2 separate regions of the Zea mays genome follow, and region 2 is linked to region 1. A link is a contact called in public Hi-C data. All regions are on one chromosome and are shown on one strand. The core of a region is the stretch at or near the end of the contact, and the rest is flanking DNA. Distances in the headings are between cores, read along the strand shown.

What was found. A called contact is a pair of places that touch in the nucleus more often than the background predicts.
Region 2: a Hi-C map of ear shows a contact between it and region 1, with 1.9 times the contacts expected there. The contact joins the promoter of LOC103631888 here to the promoter of LOC100278925 in region 1. A contact is called at or near these places in 2 of 25 Hi-C or Micro-C datasets (ear and tassel).

What each region holds. Positions count from the first base shown.
Region 1 is chr7:2,046,695-2,054,047 of Zm-B73-REFERENCE-NAM-5.0, forward strand. It overlaps LOC100278925, which reads right to left and starts at 2,608. Exons shown (of 10, transcript NM_001407566.1): 1 at 2,419-2,608; 2 at 281-449; 3 at 65-168. The coding sequence starts at 434. It overlaps LOC100273193 (4-coumarate--CoA ligase-like 5), which reads right to left and starts at 5,244. Exons shown (of 6, transcript NM_001147637.1): 1 at 4,378-5,244; 2 at 4,097-4,286; 3 at 3,864-4,009; 4 at 3,700-3,767; 5 at 3,481-3,589; 6 at 3,027-3,349. The coding sequence starts at 5,055. The coding sequence ends at 3,224. LOC103631881 reads left to right here and starts at 5,604. Exons shown (of 3, transcript XM_008653718.4): 1 at 5,604-5,835; 2 at 6,291-6,867; 3 at 6,949-7,162. The coding sequence starts at 6,351. The coding sequence ends at 7,013.
Region 2 is chr7:2,208,510-2,215,462 of Zm-B73-REFERENCE-NAM-5.0, forward strand. LOC103631888 reads left to right here and starts at 5,484. Exons shown (of 3, transcript XM_008653724.2): 1 at 5,484-5,772; 2 at 5,878-6,256; 3 at 6,376-6,645. The coding sequence starts at 5,659. The coding sequence ends at 6,383. It overlaps LOC100275971, which reads left to right and starts at 6,876. Exons shown (of 3, transcript NM_001348155.1): 1 at 6,876-6,953.

The DNA of each region.
Region 1 (7,353 bases), core at 1,358-3,857:
AATAGAATGAAGAAATAAATAGGACAAATAAAAAATAGGATGAAGAACTTGATACTACCCTCACCTTAATATTATTCAACGAGTCGACAATAATTATGCTGTCGCGTGACACAGACCTGTCAACTTCTGATCTAAGAAGCCCTCTCAAGTTTTTCTCCACAACCATATCTAACAAGGGACAACCAAAGACAACAAGAAAGAAACAAGCTCATCACAGGGTCAAAGCACAAGTCCAAAACTAGCTAACTAAAAAATGTAACAACAACAAATAGTCAAATACCTTTGTAGCTATCGTTGCGCCTGAGATGGAGGGATGACTCATCGATGATTCGGACTGTAAGGTCAGGCGAGGAGGAGTGCAGCGCCACAGCAAGGCAAGCGGCGGCTGCTGTTTTACCGCTGCACGGCTGCCCACACATCACGACGAGCGCCATGGACGACGTGGAAATCTTCAGAGATAAAGAGGTGGGGAAACCATTCAGTCATACAAAAATGTTGCCACACAGTAGATGCCCAATTACATGAGGACCCAAGGAGCAGCAGAAAAGTGATGCATCCATGATCTCGACGTAACACTAAATCATACAAAAAGCATTTTTTATGTACATCGATGCTCAAGGGAGAAATTTCAGTATACACGTCTCAATTCGGCTGCCTCTCAACATAAAGGATCCAATTCATCATCCTTTTAGAAATTGACACCATGGCTCACGGATTTTTCATTCTAGGTGTTTTTGGTCCTTATCTTCATTTTAAATGTTTTGTGTTTCCTTTCCTCAGGCCAGTAAGCCTCACGGACCGTTCTACCCATGTCTTTTTTTATCACCTTGACTGGAGACGAGAACTGGAGACCGAGACTGGCTATTTCTTTGAGCTGAGCACAGCTTGGCACAGCGCCGCCGGCTGTTCTTACTTCGCCGACGCCATCCTCCCCTTCCGGATACTGATGACCGTCACAGTTTGAAAAGTCGCCACTCAGCAGACTGATCATGCAAAATTGCCGCTATTGGAATAACAATGATGTTGAGATGAAATGGGCCATCCCAACTGCATACTGATTACTGCAAAGCAACTTTAAGTCTGAACCAAGTGACTTCAAAATTATACCTGTCTTGCAAGTAGTTATTGTACTCACGGATGGTTGGTAAAGCGATTAACCACCCAGGTCGAGTTTGGAATCACCCACGCTAAATTGTGATTCCAAGCTGAGTTGGAATCACCCAGGCTGAGTTTGGACCTTGCTGCAGTATTAAATTTCAGAGCCGGAGGGAGATCGGCATAGGGAGATCGCAATGTTTTCAGATCGGCTGATCGCTCCTGATCGCCAGAGGGGCGATCAGCCGACTAATCACGATTAGTCGATGACCAGCCCGATTAACCGGGCTCTGATTGGTCAATCAGACATCCTGATCGTCCAGGGCTATAGGAACCGATCAACCTTCATATATATAACTACACGCCCATGGACATGGCTTCAGGTTCAGGCTTTCGACAAGGCAAACAGCCATACGTGATATGCCCATGGACACGGGCAGCAACAGGCCAACAGCCATACTACAACATGAAGCAAATAATCACTGGAAGGTTTCAGGCTTTCAGCATCTAAGTAAAACTGAAAACCAACAAACATGGACATGGGCAGCAACAGGCCAACAGCCAAACGCCCGTACCTACAGGCTACAGCACAACAGAGCACACCAGAAAACAGGGACAAGCTCTGAATCTGGATTCTGGAGACTGGAGACCGTACCTGCAGGCCGGCTGCTGGCGCCGCCGCGCCGGGGATGGAGGAGGGGCCGAGGGGGACGATGCCGCCGTATCCCCCGTCACCGGTAGCGCGCCGCCGTCACCTGCACAGTGTTCCGCTAGGGTTCCTCCCTCGGCAGCTGGTTGCCTGGTTCGTGTCGTGTCTCGTGTGTGCCTGGGCGTTCGTTGCTCGGTTGGCTCTTACCTCTTGGTTGTGCAGCTTCTGCGCTCTGTTGGCTCTTGCCTCTTGGTTGTGCAGCTTCTGCTCACGTGGTGGGAATCGGGAAAAGGGAAGCTGGGCTGGGCCGCTGGGCAAGTGAAGTGGGCCACTGGGCCGAAATTTCAATCCAGCCAGCCAGGCTGATCGTTCCTAAACTAATCGGACGATTAGTCGCTATTAATCGCAGGCCTCTAGTAGGGTCCATAACCATTTGGGAATATCCAATGAGGCGTAAAACCACCGCAATCTATCCCAGTGACAAGTACAGCAGGGTATCGAACCTACGGCAGCGCCGCGCGGCCTGGGTACAAAAGGCTACAATTAACCGGATGGAGCGAAGGGCGTAGATCCGGCAAGCGGATCAGCGAACCACGTCCTTGCGCCATGGGAATCCGCAGGTGGAGGGGAGTGGGAATCGACCTGAGGAGGGGAGGGGTCGCGCACCGACTCACCTGGAGCGGAGCTGAGCAAGCTCGCCGGAGGGGAATCCCGGAAGGGAGCACCGGAGCGGCGGTGGAGACCGGAGAGCGAGAGCTGGGGCCTGAGGGGAGTCTCGGCCTGAGGGGCGGCGCGGCGCGCGAGAGGACACAGGAGACGTTGTACTAAATCGGGAAGGCCGGGCCGAACCAGGCCTGGGTTGTCCCAAACCGTTTCCCACTTGGACTTTGATTTGGATCGACAAAGGCCCAAGTTGGGGGGGGGGGGGGGGGGGGGGGGGGGGTGGAAAGAATCTCATCTCTCTTTCTCTCTTCCAATTCCAACGCGCATGCTACAACACTGGTGATAAGTTAAGGTGTTGAAATTGCCGGTCAGCACTGAACTTATATTGCATCTGAAGGCATGACTGTAACTGCTGGTGGTAATGTGGCATAGCTTATATAACAAATAGATTCTATTTAAAAACTACTACATTCATTCTCGAATATTTATCCATTCTCGAATATTTATCGCCTTCTCATGAACATTGGGGAACGAACAACCCCATCTGTCTATCAGCTGCAGAAGATTTTGGTGTCGTTCAGCAGTTCAGGTAGATATGACGAATGTTATCCAGTCTTTTCTGGTATAGTGCAGATGGTTTGCCAAGCCAGTACTGTGTACTTATCTTTTTTCTTGTTGAGAGGCTACACGATTACTCTCCATGTCTTGATTAAATAAACCGGTATGGTAATAACTACAAGTCTGACAGTGTCTGCTAGTACATTGCAACAAGAGAAGGAAAGAAATGGACGTCACACATACAATGCACCTATTGACCTATAGCTTGGAGCTAATGCGCCGCGACGCTAGCTTGGCCAGGTCCCTGCGTAAAATCTTGCCCGACGCGTTCTTCGGTATCGAATCCACAAGGAAAACATGGTGGATCCGCTTGTAGTGCGCGACCTGCATGACGACGAGTGGTTATTATCATAGCTGATGAAGCGACTCACCAGAAGAAGAAGAAGAAGCAGCAGCAGCAGCAAAATTGTGTTGTGTTGTGTTGGCTGTTGAGCCAGCGGCCAAATTAAACAAACCTGTTTGGCGACGAAGTCTTTGATGTGTGATTCCTGCAAGTGGTGGCTTCCTGGGCGTCTGACGATGAACGCTACCGGCAACTCCCCACCATCCTCGTCACTACGGTATCTGTATCGTCATACATGTAAGATGAGTTAGCTAGCATGAACATGGCATTAGCTAGCTGATTTCTCATGCTTTTTCTGTGTGTGTGTGTGTGCGCGCGCGCGCGCTCTTACGGGACAACTGCGGCTTCATCAATGTCAGGGTGTGTCTGCAGCAGGTTTTCGAGCTCTGCAGGAGGCACCTGAATGAAACAGACAAGGATTCAGAGAAGACAAGGCAAAGCTGTCGTAACTTTCTAGCAACAGCAGCAGAAGATAGTTACTATACCATTACTAACCTGGTAGCCTTTGTACTTGATCAACTCCTTGAGACGGTCTACGATGAAGACGAATCCATCCTGGTCGATGTAGCAGAGATCTCCTGTCCTCAGCCATCCTTGGCTGTCCAAGATCTCAGACGTGGAATCGTCGTCGCCAAGGTAACCTACGCTACGCTACAGAGCACTGTTTGTTACTTACTGATCGAGCTCAGCTCACGGACAGCATTGCATGGTGGCCTGACCTCACCTACCTTTCATCACGAAAGGGCCTCGGACCCAAAGCTCCCCTGCCACGCCAGGAGGCAGGGCTGCCCCCGTCTCCGGATCAACGACCTTCACCTGGGCGCCCCATGAGAGACGCCCCACGGATCCCACTCGCGCGCTTTCCTCCTCCCCGACGGCGCGGCAGAATCCGGCTGTAGTCTCCGTGAGGCCGTACCCCTGTTGCCAACCACGCTTGCTACGATGAACACACACACACACACAACGGAACAAGAACCGAGAGAGACAGAGGCATTGGGACTTGACCAACCTGCGCGAGGCTTACGCCGGGGAACACGCGCGAGAAGCGCGCGATGAGGTCAGCCGCGACGGGGGCGCCGCCGCACCTCACAGCCTGCAGCGAGGCTGCGCGGGCAGGCGCCGCCGCGTCCTCCTCGGCGGCGCGCACGATGGCGAGCAGCGCGGGTGGCGCCAGCGCCAGGCGCGTCACTTCGAACCTCTCCACCGCGCCCAGGACCGCCGCGGCGTCGAACCTCCTCCTGGCCGCGGGCAGCACCAGCGTGTGCGCCGCCGACGCCGCCCTCAGGCAGAAGGTGAAGCCGTACACGTGGAAGAGGGGCACGGCGAGCATGAGGGTCTCCCCGGCCGCGGGCGCCCGCGTCACGTTGCTGGCCATGAGGTTGCCGTGGGTCAGCACGACCGCCTTGGCGCGCCCCGTGGTCCCGGACGAGTACAGCACCGCCGCCGGGTCCGACTGCCGGACCACCACCGGGTCCGACTGCCGGACCACCGCCGCGTCCTCGGGCTCGTGCAGGAACGAGAGGAACGTCGGCGAGTCGAGCAGCACGGTGGGGAGCCCGGGAGGGAGCTTGCCCCTGGTGCCCGCGACGGCGAAGGCGACGCGCGGGTCGGAGAGCGCGAGCAGGCGGGAGACCTCGGCGGCGGGTAGGGACGGGTCGGCCGGGGACGCGACGGCGCCCACGGACATGAGCGCGTAGTAGAGCACGGGGACGTGGACGCCCGCGGGCGCGAGCACGAACGCGACGTCGCCCGGGCCGAGGCGGAGCCGGGCGCGGAGCGCGGCGGCGAGCGCGCGCAGCCTGGAGAGGAAGGCCGGGAGCGGGACGGACTCGCCCGTGCCAGCGTCTACGAGCGCCGGGCGGCTCGCGGCCAAGGGCGAGGGCAGCGGGGTGGGGAGGAAGGACAGGGCGAAAGCCGGGAAGGAGAGCGGGGCGTCCGGCGGCGGCGGCGGCGAAGGCGGCGCCGCGCGCAGGCTGTAGAACGTCCTCGTCGACGCGCAGTAGCCGCTGCGCGGGTCCATGTCGGGGCTGGAGTCGGACGGAGACGGCGGCATGGGCCCTTCACTGGGGCGGCGGTTGGTGCGACGGCGAGTGGGCGATGGCGGCTGCTGCCAGGCTGCTGGATTAGAATTGAGCCGCTGGAGTGCCGCGTCACTCGACACTTGCGACGTGTTTGGTTCGACGTATTGTAACGGTATGGGATTCCTTCGGGTATCTGATAACGTTACATGTGTTTGTTATAGACTCTATTGGAATCACATACATTGGAATGGGATACCACCGTATAGAAAACTCAAACCCTCCAACCCTAGCCGGAATCAATCGCCCGAGTCGTGCGGTTCCGCTGAAAGATCTCCTGAATCGGCGCCGCTCGAGCCTTCCTCCTCCTCGGACGCCAGTGCCGCGCCGCCACCCAGTCCTTCCTCCTCCTCGGACGCCGGCAGCCAGTGGTCTTCGCCGCCGTCCAGGTAACAAATCTCCCAGAGTTCGTTCTCTCTCAATCTCGAATTTGCGATGGTCGTTCCCTCTAAATCTCCCAGATTCCGTTCTCTCTGAAGTCTCCGAATCGAGCAGCAGCCAGCGCCGTTCTTCCTCTGAATCTCGAATTTGCGATGGTCATTCCCTCTGAATCTCCCAGATTCCGTTCTCTCTGAAGTCTCTGAATCCAGCAGCAGCCGGCGCCGTTCCGGTGACCACTGGAACTTGTGATGGCCGGACCTCATGCCTCTGCTCTCTTGTTGATCGATGAGCTAGAGAAGTGTAAATTCTGTTTTTCCATTTATGTTTATATTGGGCATCTTTTCTTGCCATAGAACTAGAGAAGTGTAAATGATGTTTCTATACAAGCACTGATATGGAGGGAATGTTTATTTCCTTTTTGATACTCATCTATCCCAAAATAATGTGTCTTTGTTTTTTACAGAATAATCCAGATGCAAAAGGGTTGTATGGAGTGTCCTTTCCTTACTATGATGAACTTTCAATGGTATATTCCAAGGACATGGCCACAGGTGAAGGTGCGGAAGACATGACAGATGCTGTTCAAAACTTGGAAGAAGAGTTAGTTCGTGTAAATGCTAATGATGAAGAGGATGGAGAGGATATGACATCTGTAGAGACACCAAGGCGTTCTGTTGACTCAACATCATCTAGCTCCAAGAAGCGGAAGAAAGAGTGGAAAGGAAAAAAGACTTCATCAAGTGACCCGCTTCTTGATGTGTTCAATGAAGTGAGTGGTGATCTCAAGGTTGCCACCATGTCAATTGGAAAAATGGCGCAAGCTATGGATCGTGAGGCATCCAACCAAGAGAAGGCAAGAGATGAGGATCCACAACAAAAGCTAAGAGAGAAGGCGATCAATGAGGTCCGGAGACTTGAATTTACTGGCTCAGAAGTTATCAAAGCAGCTGGTGTGTTTGTTAGGATGCCAGATCAAATGGGGATGTTGTTTGCACTTCCAGAACCACTGAGGAGGGAATACATTGTCGACATGCTACGTGGTAACTAGAATTTTGTTTGTAGAAATGTACATGGCTAGTTTTGATCTTGGTTTAATTCGCTAATTATTTCATTTATTCCAGATGAAGAAGCAAGGAGAGAGAGAGAGAGAGGTCAAAGTGAAGGTGATGGTCTAGATGTTGAATGATGGAGCTTTGGAAGTTGCTGTTGGTTTAGTTGGTCTCAATCTGTTTACCTTTAGTGTTCTTCATATGTTGTTGTTGAATGACGGTGAATGATGATAAAAACTGAATTTTTATGATGTTGAACGTTGTTGAATGTTCACGAATGGTGTTGTTGTTGGTTTGTTGAATGTTGAAGGGAATGATGTTGAATGATGGTAAATACTAAATTTTTATGTTCACGAATGATGTTGAATGGTTTCTTATATTAAAACGTGTATTGAAATTTAAAAGTGTTACAAAACTCACATTTTTAATTTCATTACGTTACATTGGTTTCCAAAACAAACAGTGTATTGGAATCAA
Region 2 (6,953 bases), core at 4,234-6,733, 160 kb after region 1:
CGAGCTCGCCGGAGCTCTGCCGCGCTCGTCGTTGTCGAGGACCTCGACTTGGAAGGGAATAGAACGTGGGGGTCTTTCTTGCAAACTATCAGCGACTCAGTGCAACAGTAAAAGAACCCACTTCGGGTTATCCAGAACACCGAGGGCTTTTTCGCAAAGCTGCCAGCACGGGCGCGCGCGCTTTCCGCCTGGGCTTGGGCCGCCTGGTTTGAATTCAGCCCAGCATTGTTTAAACTTTTCCCTTTTCTTTTTCAGTGAAACTTTGGAAATCTATAGAAAATTGTAGAAAAATCCTAAAAATGACAAAGCAATTTTCCTAGATTCCTAATTTCCCATAGTATTTATTAAAAATAGTTTCATGATTTTTAGGTTAAATAAGGAATTTTGGAGCATTTAAAATTGCCTAAAACATTGTTTCTGGATTTTTAGAAAATAGATAATAATTCCAAAATTGCCCACACTTTTTATTTGAACTCTAAACATCATTTAGAAGCCTTAGGTAGAATTTGGTTTGATTTGGACCTTGTTTGATGCTTAGAACCCAAAACCCCACCCCCTGCTCTTTGAACTTCACTGTTGACTCCGGAAACCCTAAGTTCTCGGAGTTCCATGATGGAAAGTTGTATTCAAGATTTTAGAAATAAACCTTTACTATTCTTGCACTTTCATGAGCATTACATGGCATTCATTCTTATATATATATATATGTGGTTATATTTAGAAAACGAGGAAGAGGTTGAAGTAGAAGAAGAGAAGACTTCACCACCACCACCTGTGGAACATCAGGCAGGAAATTGTTTTTACTTTGACATTTGCGGATCCGAGCCTGAATCACCTGTAAACGAAGGCAAGCCCCGGTGCATTTGCCACCCCCTTGTGTTTTAAAAATCTTTTTCACTTGCTTGATGCATTAGGTGATAGGAGTTGATTGCTAAAACAATTCTTGCATTTCCTTCCTTGAATTTGATTACCTTCCTTGATCACCCGTTTTACAAAAGATTTTTGATGCTTAGCCTTGCTTTATAAAAACAAAATGTTTTGTTTTTACAAAAGATGATGTGGCAAAAGTGGGTGGGATGTTTTCGAAAATAAAACTTGATGGTGGATCCATCATGGCCATGATGGGTTCAACATCGGAAAAGATGTACCTCTGCCAGGTACCAAACTTTGGGTTTGAAATGATTAAACTGAGACCGGGCGGGTGACTTGCACGAGAAAGGAGTCTCGGTGTAGTGTCTCCGTCTGAGTCGATTAAGGACCGTGCCGATGTAGGCTTGCTGACCGAGGACCCTTTAACTGGTCACATGCCTCGTCATGGGTAAGCTTTGCCTCGGGCAGACTAAGGCCAGAATAAGATAACACGCAATGGGAGTGGAGCGATGGCGAGAGTAGCGTGTACCCTCCGTGGCAAGAGGCTGGACGGTGGTGTATCTGTGCTCTCGGTTGACGTGAACCTGATCTGGTCTTAAGAACCCCGGTGGCGGGTTGACATATGCAAGGGTTAAGTGCTACATATGTTGTGTGATCAGAGATCCTCAACTGAGTATAATCGATTCGGATCGCCGTACCTTCGCGGTTATGAAGACTTGGTCACTGCCCTATACGTAGAACTCCAGTAAAGATGATGGGTTGTTAAGAAATTGGCTAGTGCAGGTCAAGTGATTGAACTAGGGTAGAAAGAACTCTAGTTGCAGGTAATCTTACTTAACCTGACAAATTAAAATTGGATTTTTAAGGATCCACTTTAGTAAGCATTTCTGCAAACAGAGTCATTGATTATTGATAAGCCTTACCTTGACTCCCTTTAAGCCAGCATACCCTTGAGAGTCTTTTCTTTAGTCGGGTAAGACTTGCTGAGTAATTCCATACTCAGGGTTTTATTCCCTATTGTTTTTAGGTGAAGAAGCGACAAACTTTTGTTGCTTCTGTTCTAAGGTGGTACCGAAGGAAGAACACCAGGAGTAAAGCTGCGGGAGGAAAGGATCCTCCATAAGAACTTTTGTTTAAAACTTAATGGGATGAGTTTTTGCCTCCCTTGGTGTGTAATAATATTACTCTGCACTCATAGGTTATATCTTGGTCTGTAATATATAACTTTGTCTTACTTTTAAAATAAAGGTAAGTTCATATAATTGCTTCCGCATTCTCGTAACTCCGATGCTTGTAATGTCTGCGTGACGGGTGAAACGCTCTTGGGAAAGATAAGAAAAGCAGATACCGAACTTGTCAAGTGATTCAGGGGCACCTACAGGGTTGTCTGAGGTCCGTTGGACAAGGACAACTGTAGGTGGGCCTAATGACTTGGGAGGTTCCGTCACAACAAGCATCTCACTGGTGTATGTGTCCTCACTGTCGCATTGTGTAGCATTGGGCACATCCTCTGACATCCGGTCGTCGAAGCTTGTGACAGGAATCACCTGACGTCGCATCGATCCCACACCAGATACATCCAACTCTTCCTTCATCTGACCTGCACCTCGTTGCATTCTTCCTGCCGCAAATGGAGAAGTATGAAGACTTTCCCAAACCTCCATTGCATGAGGACATGGCGGCCTGTACATGGACGAAAGAGGGGCGAGGAAAAAAATGCGACAGCGCGGGCTTTACGCGGCGCAAGTTGCAGGCAGCGGCGCAGGAAGTATGGGACGACGGCGCAGGCTGTACGCGCAGGAGCAGGAGCGTGAGGGCTCGGGGGCGGGGGACGCGGGAGCGGGAGGGCGAGATGGCACGCGAAAGGGCGAGAGATGACGAGCGGCGAGCGCTCGGCAAAGATACCTAGCGAAGGCAGCAGGATGATGAGGGGGATGGATAAGCGAGGAAGATGGCGAGACTGTTGGTTATGGTTTTCACATGGTTTTTTTTTTGACGAGCGAAGGATAATTACTGAGTCTGTTGGAGGTGCTCTAAGGCTTGTGCACCAATTGAAGCATCAGTTGAGCACTTTGATGCTTTAATTGACACATTTATTGCATGCTACAACATGCGCAGTGCCGAATAAATTCATGGTCAGGTATGCTAGATTAGAGTGCACTTGATTCGTTGACGCGTTCTTTAAGTGGACGCTTCCTTTTTGTTTATGGTGTTGTTTTGCTGTTTTTCCATTTGTTTCCGTTATCTAAAAAAGTTGCATGTTTTCTATTTAACTTGTCTAAAAATAGGATTTCGTTGAAATAAAACGACATGGTACAAAATAGATGGAGCGGTTCATATACTGGTTGATTGGTTCCTGTGTTCGTGGCTGCACAAGCACGATCGTTCGAGCCTCTGGCTGGTCGGATACAAGCGCTTTGGAGGTACGAGCGGATGCAGGCAATTGGCCTCCAAATGGCTTGTTTTGCATCGACTCGTGCAGCCCGTGTCTTTCACGTGCAGGAACCAAACATACGTTCACGCAAAGTCAATGCACGTAGTGGTCCAGAACAAAGCGATGCGAACAACATCAAATAGATAATAAATAAATCATGAAAAGTGGCGCGTAGTCCGCATACTTTTTTTTAAGATGAAAGTTAGAATGAACAGAACATAAGTGTTGAAATCAACAAATACAGGAGGGGGGCTCGAGCCATATGTTTTGAGGAGCAAATGAAGATATGGATCGTATATATCGAAGCCCACAGCCCTCCTCCTGGCGATGCACGGCCCGTACCGAGTTGCGGAGCTGGGCCACGAGAGAGAAACTGAGGCCCAGACCCACGCTTCTTCTTCGGCTTTCCCGTCTCCAGTTATGCTTGGGCCAGAATCCCAGAAGCTGGGATTGTTTAGGTACTATAATTTAGAGAATAAAATGGAGAGACTAAGGGCCAGTTTGGCACAGCTCCAGCTCCTGATTCTAAGCGAGGATCTGGAGGAGCCGTGCCAAACGGGTATTTTTTTAAACTGATTCTCGTGTGGAGCCGAAAGATCGGGAGTCGTTTTTGTGAAGAAAGGTGGGATCTAAAAAAACCTGCTCCACCCTCCCTTAAAACAGCTCCTCAACCAACCAAATATGGACCTCCCCTTAAAGTTTCATCGAAATTACCCGCAATTGCCATTGGACAAAAACATAACGAGCCGATTTATGGATTAAACATTTGAGATCATTTTATGCACTACTATGATGGGAATATTTTATATGTTATTGTTTCATAATTTTTTTCGTATATGCATCCTACTTATTGGTTTGTAACAAAGTTAAACTGCAAAGGGTAAAACAGACAATCGCCACAGACCACCAACTTTCAGAAGACAAGAATCAGTTTACTTGTCAAACGGTTTTAAAAATGATTCTGATTCTCTATGAGAATCAGGAGGATTAGCTCCTTACGAGGATCAGGATCTGGAGCTAAAGAAGCAGGAGCTGGAGCGTTGCCAAACGAGCCCTAAAAATAGTCCATATCCCCTTATATGTTGTGGATCAAGTAATTTTTTCAGATTTTCATAACATTATTTAATCCATTTACTCTTCTCCAAAAATAGCACAGGCTATGCTGCAACGCGCACGAGAAAAAAAAAAGACAAAACAGGGCAGGCAGAAGAGCCAGCAAAGAAGGGGAAGAAAACTCTGAAGAAACTGAAACATGCATGCATTGTTGAATAATTAGACAAATTCCAGTTTAAATTCCGAATATAAATCATGACCAAATCAGAAGAACTGAAATAACAAGCCAAATCAGATGATGCGTACTGATTATACTTACTGATAGTTGGCGCGCGCCAGGATCAGCTGGGTCGACGATGTCAGAAGATCACGAGCAGTCGCGTGAAGACGCTTCCCAAAAACCTTATTCGCCCTCTCCCGGTGCAGGATCTAGAAGACGAAGGGTTCCGGAGACCTGCTCTCCTGATCGCAGATGCACCTCTGCGGTCGGGACGAAGGGAACTAAAAGGCGGCTCAGCTATGAAGAGAGGCGAAAGCGAACTGGGATCTGGGGATGATATGGAGGCTGGCTGCCGGGCTCCTTTTATAGGGCCGAGTCCGTGACCCCGTGCTTATCCACCCACGAAAATCTCGCAATCAGTTGAGATTTTGTAGCGATCGGTTAGGATAAGCGTAACAGCCAAGAAACCAAAAAAATCAAACGGCAAAAGGTAGCCGCGCCCCCGCAAGGCGAGGGGCCGGATTTCGGCGGACCATTCACGCGCATGTCGTGCGCCCGCGCCCTTCGCCCCGCCCAGGCGAGCGAGCGCGCGCGCGCGTGTGGCTCTCCACACTCTCTCCTCTCATCCATGACTTGGTGAGTGAGTGTGGCTTCCATATTTAAGTTAGCTCTACTCCACAAGAGCTAGCAATATGGTGCTATTGGTTCCACCTATCCCTTTGCCATCCACTTATATGGGCTTTTGAGATTTTCCTGGAATTTATTAGAAATTCTTAATTAGGCCAAGCCCATAAATCCTAACATGCATGTCCCAGTCCCAGAACAGACGGTGAAAGGAGCCATTCCATGTATAGCCAGAGGCCAGGGCTCCGCCAGATGTCGTCGAGACCGTCGTCAACAAAAGACCGGCCGCCAATAAGCCATGCATGCATGGCCACAAGCAGCAACTGAAGAATCACAGAGAACGGACTAGGTGCGTGCTCTGCGCTGACAAGAGCAGCGGCAGGCAGGTCGTGGATCGCCTTGGGTGGTGAATAATTGAAGAAGAAGAGGTGGAGACTTGAGCGAGGCAGAGCAGGTGATGTCTTCGCTGCCAGGAGGCTTCCTGTGCGTGCGCGTCCTGCGCGGGATCGACCTCGTCAGCTGCGACGCCAAGGGCAGCGACCCCTACGTCGTGCTCAGCCTGGATGGACAGGTTAGCTGCTGCTCTGATTCGTTCTTGCCTGTGCTGTGCTTCTTGGTTTGTCGTCGTCGTCACCATATATATGCATCGTCTCGTCCGGTGCGGTGACCCGTCCAGAAACTGAAGACGAGCGTGATGAAGAAGACGGTGAACCCGTTGTGGAACGAGGACCTCACCTTGGCCGTCATGGACGCGTCGGCGCCCATCAAGCTAGAGGTCTTCGACAAGGACACGTTCAGCAAGGACGACATGATGGGGGACGCGGAGTTCGACGTGGAGGCGCTGGCGCAGATCGTGCAGATGGACCTGGAGGACATCCGCAGCGGCACCGTCGTCCGCACCGTCCGCCCCGGCGGCACGGGAAGCTGCCTCGCCGACGAGAGCCACATCATCTGGGACAAGGGCCACGTCGTGCAGGACCTCCTCCTCAGGCTCCGGAACGTCGACTCCGGCGTCATCCACCTGCAGCTCAGATGGGTTGCCACCCCACCTGAAGGTCTGTTACCAATGCAATAGAATCGTCATTGATTGATTGATTTAAATTAAACACACGCATTCAGCTAGCTCACGGGATTCCCCTCTCTCTCTCTCTCTGTACGCCGTCGCGTCGATCAGCAGACTGAACTGGAGGAGACGAACTGCAGTATGTACGTGCTCGCTCCATATCCCCCAGGAAAGAACGTACGGATTCGCTCGCGTGACGATGATACTATGCGATGCATGCATGCTCAAGAGTCAAGATGTCACTGTCTTCTGTGTATTTTAGTACAGCCACGTACATTGTCGCCATCCAACATCACTATGCATGGACGTTTTTTTGATATAAATATATATATATATATATATGTGGAACTAACTAATTTATTAATCACGAGTTCATCATGACTGCATTGTTGGCTTGGTCAGCCTGGCTGTGAGGAGACAGATCCGTGGGCCGCCGCATTTGTTACGGCCTGGGCCGCATTCGTTAATCGGCAAAACGCCCAACGCCCACCTGCCCCGCCCCCTCCTTTTTCTTTTTCTTTTCTTTGGGCCCTCGTGTGTCCATCCATATCCAATCCAAATGCGATTTTTTTTCTAATAATTAAAAGTAAGGGACGAAGGACTTGTTGCATAAATAAAAGGGACGCGTTGGCTGGCGTCGGTCCGCCGCCCGCACTACCACGCCCCCGCTCCTCTCGTCTCTATCTTCG